2 separate regions of the Mus musculus genome follow, and region 2 is linked to region 1. Evidence: chromatin contacts called from public HiChIP or PLAC-seq data. All regions are on one chromosome and are shown on one strand. The core of a region is the stretch at or near the end of the contact, and the rest is flanking DNA. Distances in the headings are between cores, read along the strand shown. Region 1 overlaps Gm14009 (a long non-coding RNA gene). Region 2 has its middle 130 kb from the start of Gm14010.

Evidence for each region. HiChIP or PLAC-seq counts read pairs in DNA pulled down with a chosen protein or histone mark.
Region 2: a contact with region 1 is called in an H3K4me3 HiChIP or PLAC-seq map of the SCID.adh cell line, with 16 read pairs. The contact joins two enhancer-like sites. A contact is called at or near these places in 8 of 484 Hi-C or Micro-C datasets (B cells, the G1E-ER4 cell line, LSK cells and 5 more), 10 of 115 datasets of contacts at active chromatin or transcription factors (CD8 T cells, DN3 thymocytes, the HPC-7 cell line and 6 more) and 2 of 9 other capture datasets (bone marrow-derived macrophages and embryonic stem cells).

The regions. Positions count from the first base shown.
Region 1 is chr2:128,202,631-128,207,009 of GRCm38.p6, reverse strand. Gm14009 (a long non-coding RNA gene) reads right to left here. Exons shown (of 3, transcript XR_866719.1): 3 at 1,730-2,617. Among named protein-coding and RNA genes, the nearest start is that of Gm14009, 35 kb to the right of the region's middle. Within about 2 kb of position 2,794, at least 84 of the 459 cell types and tissues checked have an H3K27ac peak or open chromatin away from gene starts, as enhancers often do. A contact at or near this core is called in B cells, the G1E-ER4 cell line, the HPC-7 cell line and 3 more, where this site is marked.
Region 2 is chr2:128,294,060-128,298,444 of GRCm38.p6, reverse strand. No RefSeq gene overlaps it. Among named protein-coding and RNA genes, the nearest start is that of Gm14010, 130 kb to the left of the region's middle. Within about 2 kb of position 2,529, at least 109 of the 459 cell types and tissues checked have an H3K27ac peak or open chromatin away from gene starts, as enhancers often do. A contact at or near this core is called in B cells, the G1E-ER4 cell line, the HPC-7 cell line and 3 more, where this site is marked.

The sequences.
Region 1 (4,379 bases), core at 1,545-4,044:
TGATATAGTGTTCAGGCATGGTTCATTATAAACATTATGATTATTGTTCATTTAGTGATCTGTACCAAAAGTGCACAATATTGTCCATGTATACTGATGGCCCCGTGAGTGAAGCAGCTTTCATAGAAAAGGGAGACCGTGTAAATGGGGTGCAGCTAAATCCTGCCCAGAGTCCTAGATATAAGAAGGGGAATTTTTCTTCCCATCCAAGCAGATGATGATTGCCTTTGGGTGTTGTTTGTTTGTTTGTTTGTTTTTTAAATGTAGCACAATCTGATATTACAATAAAATAGTTCTTGAAATTTGAGTGGTTCTAGGTAAAGATGAAAAGGATGGGTGATAATACACCTCTACAAAACTAGAGGGAGATGGGACTTTGGTCCCATCTTTGGTTTGGACAGAGCCAGGGTGGAGCTGGGCACAGAGCAAGAGGCCCTGGCTGCTCAGTATTTTCTCACACAGAAGGATCATGGAAAGAACAGCTATTCTACATTGGGAAACCATTGAGACCCTTACCGAGGCCTCCCTGGGAAGGCTCTGGCTCCAAAATGAGCAATGTCTGAATGAATTTGTCAGGGGACCACAAGACCATCTCTACCCACTCACCCCCCCTGCAGCTGCCTGCCACCAAGATGGTCATGACATCACGTCTAAAGAGGCACCAAGACCCTTGAAAGAAAAGACTCCAGGAGGGCATAACTCTGAGGACGTTGATGTTGAAGAAGGGCTTGTGGTTCTCCACTAGGTGGGAGGTTAGGACACAGCTTTGTCCTAGCCTGTCCTCAGAGCACAGGCTAGAGTTGAAAAACTCACTGGGGCAGGTATTTAGGGTATGTAAAGCATCTAGAAAAATCAGTGTTTAGTTCTGTATAGTAAGAACTGAACATTTGGGTGGATGGATGAAGTCGAGGCCTCCTACCAAGCATTTAGGGCAGCGATAGGATTCCTGTTGGATCTGGTATTATCCAGTCAGCACCCAACTAACCTAGAAACATTCATAATCACGGCTTTGGATACATTTACTATTGATGATGGATACATTTACTATTGATGAAATTGATGGCTGTACTGTCAGAGAGGAGCCCTGTGTGTACAAAGAGGCCTAAGCCAGAGTTCTGTTTTACAGTAGGCAGCCCATCACCTCTTGCACACAAATGTCCTCCTCCTTGGGGTTTTAATAATCTGTTAGGGCCAACAATATAAAATCAGGGACAACGGGTTTGTGTTGAGCACAATGGTGCTTCATGGGGCCAAGGGAGTAAAGTCAATATACTATGTGAGAAACAGTTCTGGATGCAAACCAGGTGGCAGGAAATATCATGTAAGGTTAAGTACAGAAAAGAAACTGTGGGGAAGCCAGTAGGCCCTCCCCGATGGCTGGGGAAGCCAGTAGGCCCTCCCCGATGGCTGGGGAAGCCAGTAGGCCCTCCCCGATGGCTGGGCCCTGCTCACATTTGCACTGAGGTGGATGAGCATGCACAGGGTTTATTTGTAAACGAGCAAAGAGGAACCTAAACCACTTTGATCACACACACCCATTTTAATCAGTTCCGTATATCTATTACTGGAAATTAAGATAAATACCTACAAACTGGGAAAATCGACTATCTAATTATTTACCTTCTAACCAGATTACCCCTAAATTCTACTTATATTTTCACATCCTTGTATTTCATCTCAGACGCTAGGCTTCTGAAGCTCATAGAGTATTTGAATTCACTCACTCTTCTTTGGGTCAAATTGGAACATAAAGATATAATGAAATCATTCACTTGCATTCAGACTTTACACATCCCATATAGATCAATGGGGACAAGTTTGGAAGACATATCGCAGCATCAGACAAATAGAAGAACGGAAATGCATTACAGATCTCACGCAGAGATTGGTCAAATGATTGCAGCAAATGAGTCGAAATATATCACAGAACTTGTACATAGACTAGTCAAAATGATTGCCAAAGAACTGAAATAAATCACAAAATACATGCATAGATTATTCAAAATGATCTCTGTACAGTTTCATCTCAAAAAAAAAAAAAAAGCTTTTACATCAGTATTATCAGCAGTAAAGGGCAATGTACAATTTCAGCCTAAATTGACTGTCCTACTTTCTCCCCAGGGCAGCATTCTCAGAAGGATCCATCTATGATCCAGGCAGAAAGAGCAGATGTATCTGAATGGTCCACTATCTTCTTCAAACTGATTTCCACAAAGACCAATAGCTCTATCCAATCCTTATAATCTGTTTCTCTTTGCTACAGAGTCATTCTGTACCAACAGTAATGTCTGGACCCTTCTCCTGGGAAAGGCACTTTGAACCTTCCCCATGGTTCTCCACATCTGTTCTCCACCCATTCTCCCTCCAGCGGTGGAGATGATGATGATGGTGGTGGTGGTGATGATGATGTCCTTTTCTGGTCAAGGAGAAGAAAGCTTCATAGCACTATGGTTGAAGGTCAGCTTTCCTAGGTCTTTTGCTAACATTTCTGTTTGTGGGGTTTCTGAATCATCGGAGGATACTTGTTTGAAGGATGTCTGAGGAGATCTTGGGTTCAAACTTGAGTCAAACACCGTTGATGCCCCCAAAAGTTAGCTCCAAACAGAATTGCTTAGTCCTGGGAAAAAATGAAAATCCAAGCTCCAACTGGCAAAGCAGAGAGGACCTGACAAGTGAGCGTTTTCGACATCGTAGAAGAGAAATTGGATGACTAAGAACAATCATCTTCCTGACAGATTATGATCTTGGTCAGCCTGGCTCTGCTGAGTCACTCTGCTAAATAGTTCCCCTCACGTGGCCCAGCTGCCACCTGTCCCCAGAGGCGCCAAAGGCCACCTGATCCCAACCACAACTTCAGCTCTCACTACTTGGGTTGTTCCTGCTGCTGTATTTGTTTTGTTCTTAGGTTAAAAGCATAATATGTATACAAAATTATGTACCAGGTAAACGTTCACAATTAGCTTCATGTCAAAATTAAAATTAGCATGATCATAAACTGTCTGGTTTAACCACACCTTCTTTTAAGCAACTATTTACTCTACTCTGTAGAGTGTTCCTTTGAAGAATGTTCAAGAAAAAAAGGGAAGTTGCAAAATAATAGGTAGCATTCTCTCTCTCTCTCTCTCTCTCTCTCTCTCTCTCTCTCTCTCTCTCTCTCTCTCTCTCTTCCCTACCCCTCTATGAGTAACTAACAAACCATCAAGCACTGTCTTCATGAGGCTACTCAGCTACTCATACAAGGAATCTTTTTTTTTTTTTTGAAGATTTATCTTCATGTTTACTTACGTGTCTGCATGTGGGTATGGGCATGTTAGTACAGGTGCCTGGGAGGCCAGGAGAAGGGTCAGACTCCGGGAGCTGGAGTTACAGGTGTTGTCGGGTACCTGACGTGTGTCAAGAACTCAGCTCATCTGGAAGAGCAGCAAATGCTCTTAGCCGCTCAGCCATCTCTCCCAGAGGAATACAATATTTATTTAATTTTTTTTCTTTTCTCTATTGAGCGATCATTTTATTGTCTGTTTATATTACTTTTGCAATCAAAATGTCAAATTTTACAGGTGAAGAGACACCAGGGCAGGGTAAGACTGGGGGATTTTTTTTCCAGTGATAAACCATCTCCCTAACTAAGTTATTCTCTCATTCATTGCAATTTATTCTCACTTCCTCCTTGGCTTGGGCTCACTCTGTAGATGAGGGAAGTGTTGAGCGTCTGCTCTGAACTGAGGAGGGGACTGTGTGTACGATTTCACCTGTCACTGTGAAAATGTCCAAATATAAAAACCCAGCAAGAAAGCATGGCATTCTTAGCATGAGCACCCATAACTGTCCACTTTCTGCCCAAAGCCCCCACATTCTTGCCCCTGCTTGGTAGCTACAGCCTAGATGGAGCACTTGCCTTGATTGATGTGAGACCTACTCCTCCCCCCCCCCCACGCACTGTGGGTGGCCGTTTTTTCAGGGAGCAGTCCAGATAAAAAATGGAGGGAAGACTGTCTGCCTTCTCCTGTCTCGACCTCCCCCGCCCCCGGCCTCCCCCCCCCCCCCCCCCCCCCCCCCCCCCGCCTTGCCTCTGCACTCATTTGCTCCTGTGCCGCTGCCCCTGGTCATTCCTTTGCCTACAATAGAACCAAGCTTTCAACTAGAAAGCAGCAGCTCTCCAGGAACCTTCTGAAGCATCCAGCCTTGTGGACTGAACAACTACCACGGTTTTACGCCTATAAATAACTTTTTACCCATGCTTTTGTAAGCAACCCTAATTAAACTCATTGGGACACAGAAGGTGAGAAGGTGAATGGAGGTAGAAGAGGGGGAGAAAGAGAAATAGGAAGAGGAGAAGGAGCTGAAGGAGGAGGAAAGGATGAAGAGGAAGAGGAGGAGAA
Region 2 (4,385 bases), core at 1,280-3,779, 92 kb before region 1:
ACCCCACTGCTATGTGGGGGTGGAGGTAGGGGAAGGAGGATATCCATAGTTTAATGGCTGCCAGCTTAGCTCCAAGTGCAGAGAGAGACCCTGTCTCAAAGGAATAAGGTGAAGAGTGACAGAGCCAGGTACCTAGCATGCTCCTCTGGCCTCTCCACTCATGCATGTGCACATCTGCATACATAAGTATGCACTTGCATGCGCACACGCACACACACACACACACACACACACACACACACACACACACGGCAGGTAATCAGTTATAATTACATGAAGCCTTGTTGGACTATTAGAGCTCACAGAAAGCAATCTCTCTCTCTCTCTCGAAGGCAGAAGGAGCCCTTTGACCTCTAGAGACATTCCAAAAGGCTGAGGTACCACGTCCAAAGAATGTGACCTCAGGTATGTTTGTGGAGGAAATTCTGAGAGGAAGTAAAGTGGCACTCTGTGGGCACTTGCTGGAAAACCCACATCTGCCAACTGAGCTGAAATCTTACTCAGAGCTGGAACAAGACTGTTTCTGACTCCCTGCATCGCTTCCACCCATGAAAAGAAAACTCTGTTTTTCTTGTTTCTCTCGTCAGGCTGCCTGGAGATGGGAGAGAGAAACTTAATCAGTTGGGCCTGTTCTGTTAGACCAGATGATTCCCCTTTAGAAAGATCCCATTTTATAAGGTGCAGGAGGCCAGCACATTATGATGGTTGTCGGGAGATCCCAGTCGAAGGTGGGGAGCAGGGAATGAGGCTTCCACAAATCCACTGTGTGCAGGGGACCCCTCAGTAGGCAGCAATGCTCCAAGAGACTGGGAAAAGAGCAGTATGTCTGGATCGTGGACCCAGAGGCTAGGGAAACCAGACCGCCTTCTCAGTCAGCTGTATGCAATGGTGTTAAGCACAGCGCTGCTCAACCTTCCTAGTGCTGTGTCGCCTTAATACAGTTTCTCACATGGTGACCCTTAACCACAAAATATGTCCTACTTCATCACTGTTGTGAGTTGTAACGTAAATGTCTGTGTTTTCCAGGGATGACCTCTATAAAAAGGTCATTTGACCTCTATGGGGGCCGCAACCCACAGGTTGAGAACCATCTGTCCTACACATTAGGGTAGCACTGAAGCATCCCAGCGACAGAAAGAACAGTGTCTGGCTCTCATTGTCCAACATGAGAAATCACAACGTTCCTTTGGGGAATTCTTTTTCCTGGCAATAAATCCTCAGGGGGAAAAAATCCTGTGACAGAACCAGCCCCAGAGGAATGTCCATAGGTCAGAAGGAGGCCACCTAGCTTGGAAGGTTCTGGAAATTCTAGTTGGGCATTGGGAGGAGTCCAGGCAGCTGCGCTGATGCAAGGGGGCTCCAGAGAGGAAGGAGAACCTCGGGAGTTAGTCAGAGGACGTTGCTCAGAATGAGGGAGAGAGTGGGGGAGGCTACCAGTGGAGGCCAGGGACCGATGTCACTTCACTATCTGTAACTTCCTGTTTTGGAGAAAGAGCCTGAGCTTGCTTTGGGGGAGGGGAGCATGAAAGGTGAAGCCTGGAAGATTGGTGCTTGTGCTCTCACTGGAGGGCAAGAGGGGGTTTAAATGGTCAGAGCAGGGGCCTGGAGAGATGGCTCAGCGGTTAAGAGCACTGAATGCTCTTCCGAAGGTCCTGAGTTCAAATCCCAGCAACCACATGGTGGCTCACAACCATCCGTAATGAGATCTCACGCCCTCTTCTGGAGTGTCTGAAGACAGCTACAGTGTACTTACATATAATAAATAAATAAATCTTAAAAAAAAAAAAAAAAAATGGTCAGAGCAGGATGGGGTGACAGACCTGGGCAGACTAGAAGGAAAAACAATTGGTGATTCTGATTCATTCACCTCAATTGTCACAGAACAGAGCAAACACACATGTAATAAAATCATAAAAGTCTGTGGGAAGTAGAAGAAAGAAACTTCAGCAGATCAAAGCAGCTGATGGGTCAGATACTGGGGTCGGGCCTTTGAACCCCCCAAGGCTACACGAGGCTCCTACCTGGCTGAGATCTATGGCTCTTCTGTTCTCGGACTATTGACACAACAGCCTGGCTGCTCAGAGAAATGGGCTCTGAGGATCCTGGCATCCTTGAGGTAGCTCCAATTTCCTAGATGAGCGTGGGGAGAGTGGAGGGATCTGGGTCTCCTGAGAAGAATCGAAGGTGGAAACTGGAGATAAACACGGGGAGAGAGCTTGCTGTCTATGGCTCAATTGCTCTGCTGAACTGCCTCTTGGTTGAACTGCTGCACAGCCTGAAGGAAACCCTATTCCACCCAGGCTTCCCTCCAGAGCAAAATATCAGCCCTCCTCTGCCAGTGGAGTCCACTGGATAGCCAGGCCTGCTGTCCCCAGAGCCTCTGTCAAACCCGTGATCCTTCTCTTTCCCTGTGACCAACAGTATAGACTCCTGGAACTCAGAAGGACTCCACATGGCTAGAGTGTTCCCAGTGGAATCAGTAGTCTGTCACAGAAAAGGCAAAGATGACTCAGGAAGCAGACGTCTGAAGAGATGCCTGGCCTGACTCCATGGAGGTTTTAGAAAGACATTCACTCTTTCCATAGAGTGGAGAGCCTCACTGGTGCTATGCACATTAAACATCAGATGAACTCGCTCCATCTCAAGGGTATTCTGAGTACCCCTCCCCCAACCCTCACCAAGGGTCTTCCCTGCTTTTTGGTACCCTCTCCCAATCATATAGAATTTAAGGCAGATTATAAATTTAACTACTCTGCTAAGTTGCGATAAGTAATAAATTCATTTCTTTTTGTGTGTGTTTTAAAGCTTTGTAGAAAACAACAATGTCAACAACACTAACCCAAACATTGTAAGGCTGAGACACAAAGACATTGAGTTTGAAGGTAACCTGGGCTACATAATGAATTGTATATTCCAGACCAGCCTGGGCTACATGGCAAGCCCTGTCTCAAAAATAAACAAATAGATGAAAATCTATTTTTGCCCAAAATAACTGTTTACGGTAACTTCCATGAAATGCCCCAGGTCTGGGTTTTGCTGTTAGTGTCTCCAGCTGGGCACGATCTTTGATGTAATCAGTGACTCAGCTTACTCGAAATAAACCTGTTGTCAAAGATTCAAAATTTATCTCTTTGACACACACATGTCTTGTGACCCGCCTGTCCTTCTGCTCAAAGCACTGTCCCAATCCCTCTGACTCAACGGGGAAACCACAATCTACAAGAAGCCAGAGCGTTCCCACACCTGGGGTGGGCTGCGCGTCACCAGCAGGGCAGCAGATGTCATTGTGCCTGAGCAGGAAGCTCGGCAGGATGGCTTCTTTGCCACTCCTCTGTCCACAGGAAAGCATGGTGACGTGGTGGATTCGTGATTTGGTGGGGAGCACGGTGAGGTGTGACTTGCCATCCTCTCTAAATAGATTGTTCAACCCAGAAGCAGTTGTTTCTTGGGGGAGGCATAACTTGAGGTAGGTCTGGAGATGGCAATGGCTCTTGAGCTCTTGGCTAGCACCTGTGTCGTCCTGGGGCCACTGCTGACCCACCAAGACCCTCTACAACAGGTGCTGCATGTCATAGCTGAAGGCTGTCCCACTCACCCAGGTCCCCCACCAGTCACTCACAACCATGCAAAAAGGGAAGTCTTGGCCAAAACTCACTGTCGGTTTGGTGCCTGCTCTCAGAATGGCACTGTCTGAGAATAATGAGGTGCTCTGTGTAAAGAAAGGGGAGAGAGTCAGGGCTGCCTCCAAAGCCCTGTTCTAGACTCTGTTGCTGTGGTGGTTTGAGTGAGAAAGCCCCCCCCCCCCCGTGGGCTCACATATTTGAATCTTTGATACCCAGTTGGTGTGCCACTGGGGATGGGCCTCTCTCTTCTCTCTCTCTCTCTCTCTCTCTCTCTCTCTCTCTCTCTCTCTGTGTGTGTGTGTGTGTGTGTGTGTGTCCCCGTCCTTGCTGCCTGCAGACTGCAGATCAGGATGTAGCTTCCAGTTACCTCTCCAGCACCCCATCTGCTGTGTGCTGCCATGCTCCCTGCCACAATGATAAGCAATTCGTCCTCTGAAGCAGTAAGCAAGCCCCCAGTTAAAAGCTTTCTTCTATAAGTTGCCTTTGCCATGATAACAGTAACTAAGACAGGAACCTCCCATGCCAAGCTCGGCAGGTCAGGGCACATTTGCCCTTGGGGGCTTTTCACTGGAATTTAATCTTTAGGGACCTTTGCAGATTCTGAACATCTCATCTGTTCAGGAGCTCCACTATCTTTCCTGGTCTCTAAGCCTTGTTCCCTGTCCTGTCTGCCTCACCCCACCCCCGACCACCTCTACCTGCAGTTACTGTCCCAGGAATCCTTTTTGGGTAGTTACTGAGGTCATGGCCTCTGATTATATA